Linked DNA regions of Astyanax mexicanus: region 1 is linked to region 2. The links are chromatin contacts, called in public Hi-C maps. All regions are on one chromosome and are shown on one strand. Each heading gives the region's core, a stretch centred on a gene start, on an enhancer-like site or on the middle of the called end of the contact. The rest is flanking DNA. Distances are from core to core; before and after follow the strand shown. Region 1 holds the start of foxd3 (forkhead box D3). Region 2 has its middle 58 kb from the start of foxd3.

Evidence for each region. Hi-C and Micro-C count contacts between places; a contact is called where the count stands out from the background.
Region 1: a Hi-C map of muscle shows a contact between it and region 2, with 13 times the contacts expected there. The contact joins the promoter of foxd3 here to the enhancer-like site in region 2. A contact is called at or near these places in 2 of 3 Hi-C or Micro-C datasets (both in muscle).

What each region holds. Positions count from the first base shown.
Region 1 is chr5:23,714,547-23,720,662 of AstMex3_surface, reverse strand. foxd3 (forkhead box D3) reads right to left here and starts at 3,369. Exons shown (of 1, transcript XM_007248205.4): 1 at 1,039-3,369. The coding sequence starts at 3,010. The coding sequence ends at 1,736.
Region 2 is chr5:23,656,132-23,662,899 of AstMex3_surface, reverse strand. No RefSeq gene overlaps it. Among protein-coding and RNA genes, the nearest start is that of foxd3, 58 kb to the left of the region's middle. Within about 2 kb of position 4,654, the one cell type or tissue checked has an H3K27ac peak away from gene starts, as active enhancers do.

The sequences.
Region 1 (6,116 bases), core at 2,120-4,619, 59 kb before region 2:
AGTGGAAAGTGAGTTTAGGAAGGCGAGGCCTTTCTCTTTTCCCATGGGGATCAGTGAAATAGTTAAATATAGCCCTCTAACCCTGTAACCCTAAAGCATGTGTTGTTTGTGTAGAGCTCATCAGATACACACAAGTGTTGGTGAGACGGATTCACTTTCAAAAGAGTTAAAGCGCCTCAAACTGACTCCGTCTGAGCTGGAAAAAGCGTTCAAGAATAAGACAAGAAGATGCTGTTTAGCGAGAATTTAGACCGTGTAATAATATTTCAATTACAGTGCACTGTTTTAGTTAATTTTTAAAATGAAGAAAAATAAAACAGGAGCACATACTGCACAGTCAGTGAGACTCGCGCAAACGAATAGGAACTATTAATAATTAATATATTTAAATAAAGATCAGTGGCAGTTTATGTGTTAATAGTGACAGAGTAAAGGCGGCAAAGATTGTTATTTAAAGCCAATGACAGTTTACTCTTAACCTAATACGAATAACAGCCAAAGTAATAATACTACTACTAATAATACTACTACTACTACTACTAATAATAATAATAATAATAATAATAATAATAATAATAATAATAATAATAATAATAATAACGTGTTTATATTTATTTACACAACTACAGCTATGTTGCAATTTTACCAACATGTGATATATATATATATATATATATATATTTAAAGTACTATTTTAAAATACAAATAAAGTACTGTTTGGGCTTTATACAGTTAAATTAAATGAAATGCAAATAAAATAAAATAAAATAAATCATAAATTAAAATGTATATAACAAATTTTAGATGTTATCAATATCTGTTTTTTTTTTGTAAAATATTTTAATGTATGCTTTGTGGAAGCTGCGAGCGCGGGTTCTTTCGTTTAATCCTTTTCAAAAAAGACACCTAATCAATAACTAAATTAACAATTAATTACAAATAATTCAAGAGCAATTTTCATCCCACCTTCAACGAGAACCTCTGATATCCTTTTCAGGGATCATTAATTTAGGAATAGATGTTGTCTGAGAGTTCAGCTCTTTTTAAAAAATATTTATTAACAAACGTATTCAATTTACAACACAATATAGCTACATAGAATACATATATATGAATCTGATATAAACAGACTACTTGTCCAGTTGTGGAACAAGAACATTTGATATTTTATAATACAAACAAAATAAAAAACGACAAGAATAAATCCAGTAACAGAATCACCTAAAGAGAGAGAGAAACACACACACACCTACACACCCTTCTTGCGTGTATATATGTGCGTGTGTGTATTTCTTTTGTTTTCATTATATATAAAAGGCAAAATATATAGTGGAAAACAAATCTCTCAATAATGATGTAAATATTTTCCATCACATATATATAATATATGTGAACATCTGTATCCCATGTTACATCCATATACAGAATGGAAAACAATGGAGAGGAAAAGTGGACTGTTTCAACAGCAGGTGAACGAACACAATAAAACAGTAATGAAACATAAAGACAAAATAATTGTGGAGCACGTATATGTTTCATTTCTTTTATACAAATATGTACAGGTGTTACCTGTGCTAGGCTCATCCTCCCTCCACTCATGTGCACATGTGTTTTGTCTGTTTTCTCTGTACATGGCTACAGTGCGGCGGCCGCTCCAGTGCTACAGTCTCTTCATCCCTCCTTTAAATATTACAGTAAAAAAATTAGTTTTTTGTTTTTGTGAGTCTTTTTTTTTTCACTGCGAAGCCCATTTTGAGGGCAACGCCGTGCTGGTCGCGGTCAGAAACTGTCCTGGGAGAAGAGTCGTGTGCGCGCCGAGCACGGGCGACGTCCGCGCAAGAGACAGCGAGGGCGCGCCGAGCACCTGAGACCGGAAGAACGCCGGTGCGCCCGTCCCGCTGCTGCTGTTGTTAGTGCTGGTGTTGTTGCCGGCGATAATGTTCTCGATGGTGAAGGAGGGTCGCGGGCACGAGGGCTCGCGCTTGATGGAAGAAGGCGTAATGGGCGCTGTGGTCGTGGCCGCCACTGGTCCTCCACCGGTGCCGGTAAGGCCCCCCAGCTGCAGATGAAGGCCTGGCGCGAGCTGCGCCAGTTGCGCGCCGAAAGCCTTCCTGCTTAGTTCGGCCGCGGAGGGTAACAGTGGCACGGCGGGTGGCAGCACGTGTCCAACGGCGGGCGACACGTAAGGGTACTGAAGGGCAGCTGCGTGCGCGTGCGCCTGCGCGTGCGCGTATGCCACCGCCGCCGCCGGGTGCACGCCACCGTAAGGGCGTGCGTATGGGCCGTACGCGGCACCGAAGCCGTGCATCACCAGCGCCGCCTGGTCTCGCAGGATGTCGGGCTGTCGCTTGAAGCGCTTGCGGCGGCGCAGGAAGCTGCCGTTGTCGAACATGTCCTCGGACTGGGGGTCCAGGGTCCAGTAGTTGCCCTTGCCCGGGTTGCCCGGTTCGCGTGGGATCTTGACGAAGCAGTCATTGAGCGACAGGTTGTGTCGGATGGAGTTCTGCCACGCGGGAAACTTCTCCCGGTAATAGGGGAAGCGGTTGCTGATGAACTCGCAGATGCCGCTTAGAGTCAGCTTCTTCTGGGGGCTCTGGAGAATGGCCATGGTGATGAGCGCGATGTAGGAGTAGGGGGGCTTCACCAGCGCGTTCTTGGGCTTGGAGGAGGCCGTCGGGGCGCACGAGTCACCGGCGCTGCCTCCTCCCGCTCCTCCTCCGCTCTCCTCCTCGCCGTCGCCTTTACAGTCGGCGCCGTTCCTGCGCTCCTTCACGTCCGCGTCTTCCTCTCCCACCACGTCCTCCATCTCGTCGTCGTCGTCGAGGAGCACGCCGCGCGCCACCCGCGCGCCCTCGCAGTCGCTGTCATCGCGCTCCAGCCCGCTGCCGAGGCCGATGCTGTCGTCGCAGTCGCAGTCGTCGCCCTCCCCGACCACGTCGATGTCCACGTCGTCAGGTGCGAGCGTCGTGTGCCCGGACATGTCACCGCCGCCTGCGCCGGACAGGGTCATCGCAGCTTCTTCGCCCGAGGATCCGCGAGACACACACGCAGAGACAGAGGCTCTGTGGATGATGAAGAGTGTGTCTGGATGCGCGTGTGCGCGTTAGCGCGCCCTGTTTCGGGTGGCACCAACGGAGCGCTGCTGAGTGAGTGCAGGTAACAGACTGCAGCTTCAGACCGACAGACAGAGAGAAAAGTTTTCTGTGCGCGCTCTCGGCGGCTTTCTCTCTCCCTCCCGGTTTTCTTCGCGAGCGTTTTTGCCACGTGCTTTTCCAAAACAAGCGCGTGAGCGTGTGAGTGTGTGCGTGTTTTAAAAGCAGCCTGTCTCTCTCGCTGTGCTGATAGATTACACTTTGCCTACTTTTCAACTTAAAGATATACCGGCGGCTTGGTCACGTGACCAAGCCCCCCCCCTCCACGACCACCACACGCCCCGTGACGTCAGACGCCCCGCCGTCCGGTTTTAGAGCAAAGCAAAGCTTGAAGTTTGTTGAGGCAGAGGTTTTTCACTGCTTTTTTTGTCTGCAAACGGGACAACGGTGGTCGCAATCGGTCCGTCAGTGAGAGAAAGAGAGAGCACAGAGGGTGAAAGGTAGCTAGATATTATTAATATCTAATATCTGATAGTGTTACGTGAAAAAAAAACTTTGAATCAGAACAGTGTCGAAAAGCTGCTCTTCTGCTGCTGAATCAAAGCGCCTCCAGCTCATTCCACTCTGACCACATTAAAACACACTCAAGTTCAATGTAAGTACGTGCTTTTTACGTCTTTTGTGCGCCTAATAAAGCAAGATTTGGCCGCAGCAGGTGGTGAAGGTGTTGTGTGTGTGTGTGTGTGTGTGTATGTATGAGTGTGTGTATGTGTATCTGTGGGCGGTGGGGGAGCGCGGAGGTGAAGCTATAGTGAACGGGTCTGAGCGCAGAGGTGATAACGACCTCCATCACTACGCGCGTTTGCATGTGAAACAGTCGGAAATGAGCGAGCTGGAGGGGGGAAACACACTCACACACACACACACACACCGTGCATTGCGCAGCGGATCAGCAGAGTAACAGTAGTAAATAAATCCTGCTGAAGAAAACGAAACAATAACAGCTCTATTTTATTCGTATTGTTATTCGCACTGCGCACTGTGAGAAAGAGTTGGATCTCCGAGCTGGAGGTAATGCACCGGTTCAGAGACACAGTGAAGCCGCGCGCGCCTCCTTATTAATATGTCAGTATAATATGTTCAGGGCTGGTTCTGAGGAACTATAGTGGGAGTTAAAGAGCAATGTCCGGTTTGACTGGAACAGTCATTTATTTAACAGTGTATCTCCTTATTGATCGGCGTAGAGAGTCTCCACCCCACAGCCACAAAAATATCTTTAATTAGACAGCTGCGATTATTCCAGCAGAGCGGAGAAGAGTGTGCGCGTGTGCGCAGCAATGAGCGAGTGCAAGCGCGAATGTTTCTAAAATTTAGCGTTTGGATTTGTTTGAAATTAAAGTAGATTTAAAGTACTGAATTATTATATTATATTTCAGTTTAAATAAATAGATTTATGAATAGATCCATTCAGATATTTTGGTACTTAAATATCTAGACATGACAACAACCACACAATAATGTAATTATTATTATTATTATTATTATTATTATTATTATTATTATTATTATTATTATTATTATTATTATTATTACTGTAATTTATATTACTGTTATTACTGTTATTTTTATTACTATCGTTAATAGTAGTGTTGTCATAAATGTATTATTAAAATAAAACTCTAATTGCAATTATTATTGTGCCAATATATAGTAACACTATTCTATAATATAAGCAGAATTGTATAGACATATAATATAAATATATAATAAACACATTATTATTTTTCGCATGATAAAATTGTTATTATTTTAATCAACCTTACAAGCTCTTTATTTTTCATCTTCCTATTATTTTCCTATTGTTATCAAAATAATAAGTATTCCTTTTATTATTGTTTTTCTTCTTATTATATTGTATGTTTAAGTATTTTCTAATCGATTTAATTTTACTATTTTGATGTGCTGTGATTTTAAATTTGTTAAATCTGTGTTACACTTAATGTTTGTTAATGTAATGATTATAAATTCTGTATTTTAGATGTGAGTTCATGCGGAGTGTTTTTATCCAGTCTATGTTTTGAGTGTAGTGTTGTTTAAACTGTTTTTATTGTATGAACTGATAATAAACATCTAAAAGTCTTTAATGCTGAACCTAAATAACACAGCGTGGCTTTTGCTCTTAAGTTGAGTTGGTGTTTGTAAAGGTGTTGAAGGGAGCAGGGCCGTGTGTGTGTCCCAGTGACCCGTTGGATTTAACGTCTATCAATACGGGGCCACTTAGCAGATGAGAGCACCCCCGCCCCCCCACACGCACTTGCACCTTTGGCTTTAAGATCCAACATTGGTGCTCAGTTTACCATGGAGTTAAGCCTGCTTACACTCACTCTCAATTTACTCTGGGGTTTAGTTTTTTGTTGTTGAGAACAATTTGCAATGTCAAAATTGACATTTAATTAATTGTTATATACATTGCATATATTTACACGTAATTCAGGTTTAATCGTACCACCACAAAGCTCATAAAACACTTTAAAATGTATTCGCATTTCTCCTAAAAGCTGCGTTTACGGGAATAAAACGCTATAAAATGTATTATGGGAAATAAAAGCACCTTTACCATTCAGGGCCTGTAACATGATGGTCCACATTGTCCCATCTGACCTTAAGCCAATGTACTTTCAGTTTCTTGCGTGTAGTAGGCTAATCGTGATGAATCACGATAGGTGTAGAATATTCTGTTAATTCAGATTTTTTATACATTTTACACATTTTCACAGTTTTGTGTGATTTGCTTTATACATGCAATATGTTTTATTTATTAATTTTATCATATATTTATTTAATTTAATAGTTCTTCTCTTCAAATTCTGTTATTTTTTAACTAACAACACCGATTTCACTCATTACATTCGAATGTGTTATTTAATGTACACAAAATGTTGTGTTACATGATCTTAGTCTCTTTTTATCAGTGGTGTGAGTTTAGACACACAGGTCATAGGGATCAATCATGATCACAGCTTC
Region 2 (6,768 bases), core at 3,405-5,904:
GGTTCATACACGTTTTAAGCAATTCATTTCCATGATTTTTTCTTGACTTTTTCATGCCTTCAAGGCTAATTTCCATTACCATACGATTTTTAAAACATCAGTGTAGAGATGGACAATAAAACCCCAAATCAACTAAAACTATAAGTAAAATTAATCATAGTAGGTCTAAAATGAATCAGATGAAATGTTGACACAATCTTTAATAATAAAATGTGTGTCAGATCCTGAGAGCTCCATTTTGTAGGATTAAATTACTGAATTAACTCTGTGCTGATGTTTTTCTTAGCTCAAAATAGATTTTCTCCATCTATAAACTGAAACACAAAGGTTTGTAGACCAAATTTCCATGACTTTTCCAAAACTTTCTGGGCATTTTTATTAATAGTTTAGTGAAAACAATCGTTTATACACATGTTTTTTTGTCATTTTTGAAGCCTGCGCATTTTATTGTATTGTTTGATTGGTCTGATTTGTATTGACTTTTTAAAATAGATTTTTTCAAATAATAGTAAAAAAAATAGTTGTTTAATAGTTGATGAGTTATCCTAATAATGGTGTATGTTTTCATAAGAAAAAACATGAATACAATGACTTTGTTGATTAGTAAATTAGTGAAAATTGAAGGTTTTGTTGTGTCTTGTGCCTTGTGTCTTCTAGTTTAGCACTGTCAGTGCCCCATGTGGAAAATTTTAAGCTTGCGGCTGCCATCCCAGCATGTAATGCAGTAAAATGCATTTATTAAATGCAAATTGAAAGAAACTTTTGAAGGTAAGAATATCTCTATTAGATGGGTAGCTGACATCTGTATGTCAATGTTCTTGAATGACTAAATATTTCTTTCTGCTGCTAAAAAAATATGCAGGTATGTTTGTAATATGTGTAATATGATAGTATTCATATCACAACATTTTATACAATAACTTGTAAGCTAAATCTTATTTATTGCTCCAGAACAGCATATACCAATTTTGACTATTTTAGACTAGCGTGGAATTCACTCTGGTCTGAGGCTGTGTTTACACTACTTTAGAATACTTTATTTTAATACAATATATAGTATAATATAGTAAAATACAATAAAAAATACAATTACATTGTTTAACAATGAAGATTACTTCTTGAAGATGAACTGCTGATGCATTATTTACATTTAGTAGATGTTATGATCTTTATATGTGACTTGAAGTAGACTTGCTTCTTCCATTAGATCAAATTTAACCCAGCTTTTTTTACCTGAAACCTAACCCTGGCCCTAATCCATAACCTCAATCCAAAACCTAACCCTAAACTCAAACAAAACCAATTCTAACCCCAAATTAGGCCCCATAATCTCAATACAGTTCAGTCTCAAGATCCAGTTACAGACTGGCGTTTAAACAGCTTGTTTAACAGGGATGTTTAGATGATCTGTATTTCACCTTAGAGATGATCAAATCTAGACAATCCAAAGTAAAAAACAACTTTTTTTTAGTCTTCACTTTATTGATGATCTACTGACTGTTTAGACTGTTCAGTGCTGCTACACTATCAATATTTTATTGATAGATTATTAAGATTCTCAAGACTGCACACAGATTATGTGCAGGGAAAAACAAGTCACTGCTCTTTGTTTTATATTGGTACATTTATACATTTTTACCACAGCAGCACTTATTATAAGGGTTATCATAATGCAAATGTGTACGAACATTAGCACATAATATTTGATTTGATTTTAACCCTCCTGTTATGTTCATTGGTCAGGAACAGCAATGGTGTTCCAGGGTCATTTTGAACCGGTGCATGTTTAATTATACAAAAGATGTCTTAAACCAAAAAAATCCTTACAAGCAGTGTAAATATTTTTTCACTTACTCCAATACTAATTATTCTATCAATATTTAGTGCAATGGTGTTCCTTAACTCTAAGAGGTAATGGTTCAATTAGGATATTAAAAAAAAAAAATACATGTTCAAACTTTTTTTAATGTTTCACTACTTTATTACTTTTAAAAGACCAACATGGACCAATATGTTAATGAATAAATTAATACAATGATGATCAAGATGACAAAACAGATATTTTTACTTGTGTTCTTGGCCTTGACTCCTTAGTCTTCAAAGTCAGTCTCACTTCAAATGGTCTTGACCATGATAGTAATGGAAAGGTTAAAGAAATTGTATTGTAATCAGTTTTGTTAGGAAGAAACCCCATTTCACTCATTATCCAGATAACTGCAGTCCATCCAGTTCAGCGAGTCCCGTTCCGAGCAGAAAGGCTTCAAGACAGTCTTGAGATTATCAGCTCATAGGCATAACAAGAGCAGGAGTGAAGTTCCCAGAGGTGAGAACGGCCTTTCTTTCCTCCTCCTGACGCAGAAACATCCTCACCTTATTAGCTAGGTGAGAGCTAGAAGGGGCGTTAGGGAAAGTGGTGAAAGTCGCAGCTCCATGCCGGGGTCTCTTCACTGCTGGGGAGGTGGGTGAGCGTGCGAGCTGATCACAGGAAATCCCATGCCCCTTGACGCTGTTTGTGGTCCCGGAGTGTTAGTTCTCACCCCGCTCTGCTTTTGGTGCTGTGGACAACACCAGGGGAAGTTCTTTTAGCGCGTTCATAAAACACGCCAATTAGCATTGTCACAACAGCATTTAAAGTGGCGCTACTGAAAAGGCAGCCGGGCACTTCAAAGCCGTGCGGAACGCTTTGTACAAGTGTACACATTAGTTTCAGGTAACTGTGAATGATCTTCCAGGGAACAAGTTATGGTGTTGATTACCAGCGTGACAGGAACCATGATTAAAACAGGGAGATGGTAATGGCGTAGCATTCGCGCACCGGCTCTGTGTGCCTTTCTAAAGGGTGATGTATGACACCATTAGAATAACCTCACGGCCCTTAAAGACACTAATCTTCCTTGTCTTGTCCTTCACACATGCTTGTCTTGACATTTGGGAATTGTGGGACACGTGTGTGTGTGTGTGTGTATACAGTAGGCTACACTTGGGCTACACATGCTTGCGTGAGTGATTTTGCGTGAGAGAGAGATTTTACAGGATTTGATATGCATCCGTTATGATGATGTATATCATTATAAAGAGGTAAACTGAAAACATGACACAGATGGCAAAGAGAGTAATAATAAACAGCAGTGCCGATGCTCCGCCCACGTGGATCATGCACTGTGGGTAGGGGGCACCGGTAACACTCACTTAAGACAGTAATAAACATTATTAAATGGTTAGATAATATCGCAACTAATTATTATCGATCCTAGATAAGACATTATTAAACATTATTAAAATTTAATGCTTAAGAATGTTGTGAACAATAATGACCTGAGATATTAGTTGATAAAATCAAATGTAATGATTATTACACCTAACTAGTGTTAGTTGATAATTAGTTGAGACAATCTGCTGTAAGTACTGTTAAATAATGTACCCTTATTATAAAGTGTTACCAAATCATCATAATAATAATTACAATAAGAGTAATCATAATTTATGGCATATTTAAAATATTTTAAAAAATATGTAAAACATGTTAACAGATATAAGCAATACAAAAGTAACATAGTTGCATGAAAGAAAAGATGAATCTCCAGTGTGAAAGTTTGTCTAAAATTCAGAGTGTCTAACTAAACCGTGTTTTACGGTAGTCGCATGCACAGTGGAGCTGGGGGAGAAGCTGCTTGTGCTTCTCGTGCAGAGACAGAAAATGAAAACGGAAAAGAAATGAGTTTTACAGATCAATAAACAGAATTTAACCAGGTCTAACTAACAACTATATAATACCAAAAAGAACAACTGTCTATCTGTAGAACAGTGTTACATTTTGGAAATGCAGACATGCTTTCTCATATTAAAAAAATACACATGTTTTCAGGTTAAATTCAGTATATTTTTAAACATAAAATTTTATTAAAGAGGAAAATCAATGTGCTATCAAATGAAACTACAAATGTCTTAAAGCTGTTTCCATATATACTATATACCTTTTTTTTTTTACCTACTGATATTACTAAAGGGATTTGGAGTCACGGGAAGGCAAATTTAGAAAAAATGCCTATTTTGTTGTATACAGACCAGAATTTAGACTTCTATAAAAGAAGAAAATCAAATTTTATATCAAATGACTGCACTGAAATCTTGAATAACATCTATAACAGTATTCATCACGTATGTTTCAAGTAAAAATACTGTAATAGTTTTTTTAATAATGTTGAAAAATTGCCTATTCAGTTGTATATAGAACAGAATTTGGAGTCTTTTAAAACATAAAACTCAAAGGATTATCATATCACACCACTTAAATCATCATAGATATCTCTTTCTCATGTATTCAAGGCATATGTTTCAAATGATATTACTGCAGCATGATTTAGGATATGATACTCCGGCTCGGCTTTCCGGCTTGATCTTGTTTTTTCAGGGAGTCGGAATAACAGTGGCTGTAAACACACCGTATTACAGTCTTCCCAGCCGGGCCGCACTGGACAAATGTTTGTCGGAACACCTCTGTAAACACGTCCACCCCGCCAGGGTCAGCCAGAGGGTGGCTGACACTCAAGCTGTCACGCTGATACCGCAGTCATGTCAACGGAAGTGTAAGCGTATACCCAGTTTTCCTAACGAGTCAACTTTGTCTTGGGGCTCGGAGGCATTTGCAGACTCTGGACGCATGTCGGCCAATCCCGCGGCCCCCTGAAATACACGCTGTATTTTCAGCATGTTCCCCCTTGATTATTCTAGCCAAACGAATCTGAGAAGATTAGGTTCTGCTTGCTTAAGTGCAGAGGCCTGAGAAGGCGACTGAGTGGCAGCTCGGGGAAACGTGAAAGATGATGGTTTATGAGGAATGGGATAGCGTGGGGGTGCCAGGAGCGCTCTAATTTTGACCCCACCGGTACTTCAAGACAGCGGATCATGTCTCTTCACTCTATCTATCTGTCGCCGTGTCTGTCTGTCTGTCCTGCCCCTGCTGATTGGGACTGCGGTGGAGCGAGCAGAGATGAGAAAAACAGACGTGGTCTTTAAAGTCTTAAGTCTACTTCGTGCAATGAATAACATTTGTATGTGAGGTACTTAGTGCAGGGTGCCAAGGTCCAGGATTGCAGTGTTGTCTAAGCTGTGGGGCCTGACAACACTTGGCGGACTGTAAACACTGCTGGAAAGAGCCAGAACTTCTGCTTTAGCTGTCGTGGGAGCCCCTACTGGCAGCAGGTGGGCACTGCAAGGCATTATTCTCGCAAGGATTACTGCAGATTAGACCACTAATCATTTATTTCATTAATACTGAATATTCATTTCACCTGTTTACCTCACTAAACATACACCTGCACTTCACTCACTCACGAGCATTAGATTTGATGTTTTCGTCCATCTAAACAAAGCAATTATTTTCCGATATTACTGTTTGTCTGGGTTTTACTGTTTTTTGTATCTTTGACTATGATTTTGCTTTGCCCTCCAATACTGCCCTACCATGTTTTTGACATGGACTGTCTCACCATTCTTGGTGTATTTACCACCTTTTATTTTGGTCTTTTGGTACTGATCTTGCCTGTGGTTAACCCCTTATTAATAAAACCCTTTTATTGTTTCTGTGCTTGTCTTATTTTTGCACCTTGTTTAATATTAAAATTGTTGTAAGGTTGAGGGGGCTACTTGCTTGATTCTCAAAATTATAACTCCTTAATTGGTTTTATTATGCTTGCACAATTTTGACTTTCTTGAATAGCAATGAAAACGAAACAAGTTTGCATATTTGATAGCTCTAAATGGTGCTGTTTTTTTACTATTTTTATTTCCAATTATAAAAAAAAGTTAAAAACATAACAAATTGAAATTATAAGCAAGAATCTCTCATTTATTTGAACATTGAGATTGTATTTTTTGCAACACTGTCCTAAGTGCCATAAGTGCATGAATACACTTTTCTCCTGATGGATTTGTGACCCTGTCTCAGAAGCTATAACTCTTTGAAGGACATGAGTGAGACCAATATATTTCAGGCGTGAAAAGTAAATCGAGCATTATTACTCTGATATTAGTTGAGTCCTTTGACGGGTCCTTGACATTTTCTGAGCAACTGGTGGGTGTGTTGGCGGTTAAATATAAACAGCGAGTTTGTGGCATTGATTATTTGAGACAATCTTTGGAGTGGAGAAATAAGAGGCTGCCCAAAAGATAAATGATCTCCAGGTCGGTTTCATCTCAGCAAAGGCCAAAGCTCCCTTCTACCACCATTTGTGCTTCCAGTAGTATTAAAGTTTAAAAGTAAGTTGTACAAATGACCTGCTGGGGCTCCTAGCTCCCAAATGGCAAGTCTAAAAGGAACAACTCTGATATATCACAGCTTGGGGTTGGAGAGAAACTTGAGTTGCCGGGCTGTTACGCTAGATTTATTAGCTGCTGTATTTTTCTAGTGTCAACTGATGTTCCATGAGACTGAGCCACCGGGGTTTAGTGTGTCCTCTTTCCCACTGGCAGCCGATGGAAGAGTGTTTGGATGCCAGGCTATTCCTGTGAGAGTGTTAAACACAACAGATTAAGACGCTTCGCAAATCTCCCAAGCTAGCATTAGGCTACTTATCATATTAGTTTAGCCGTAGCGGTGCATCCGAGACCGTGACACCCCTACCCTCACACTTGTGGACCCTCCTTCAACTGTGGTTGGATCGGCGACACCCCTTGTAACTCCAGAGGCATCAAAGCGCACGAACGTTGAGGACTGCAGCGTCCTGAATTCTTGCACTAAACCCAGTTTTGGCACCCACATGGAGCGAT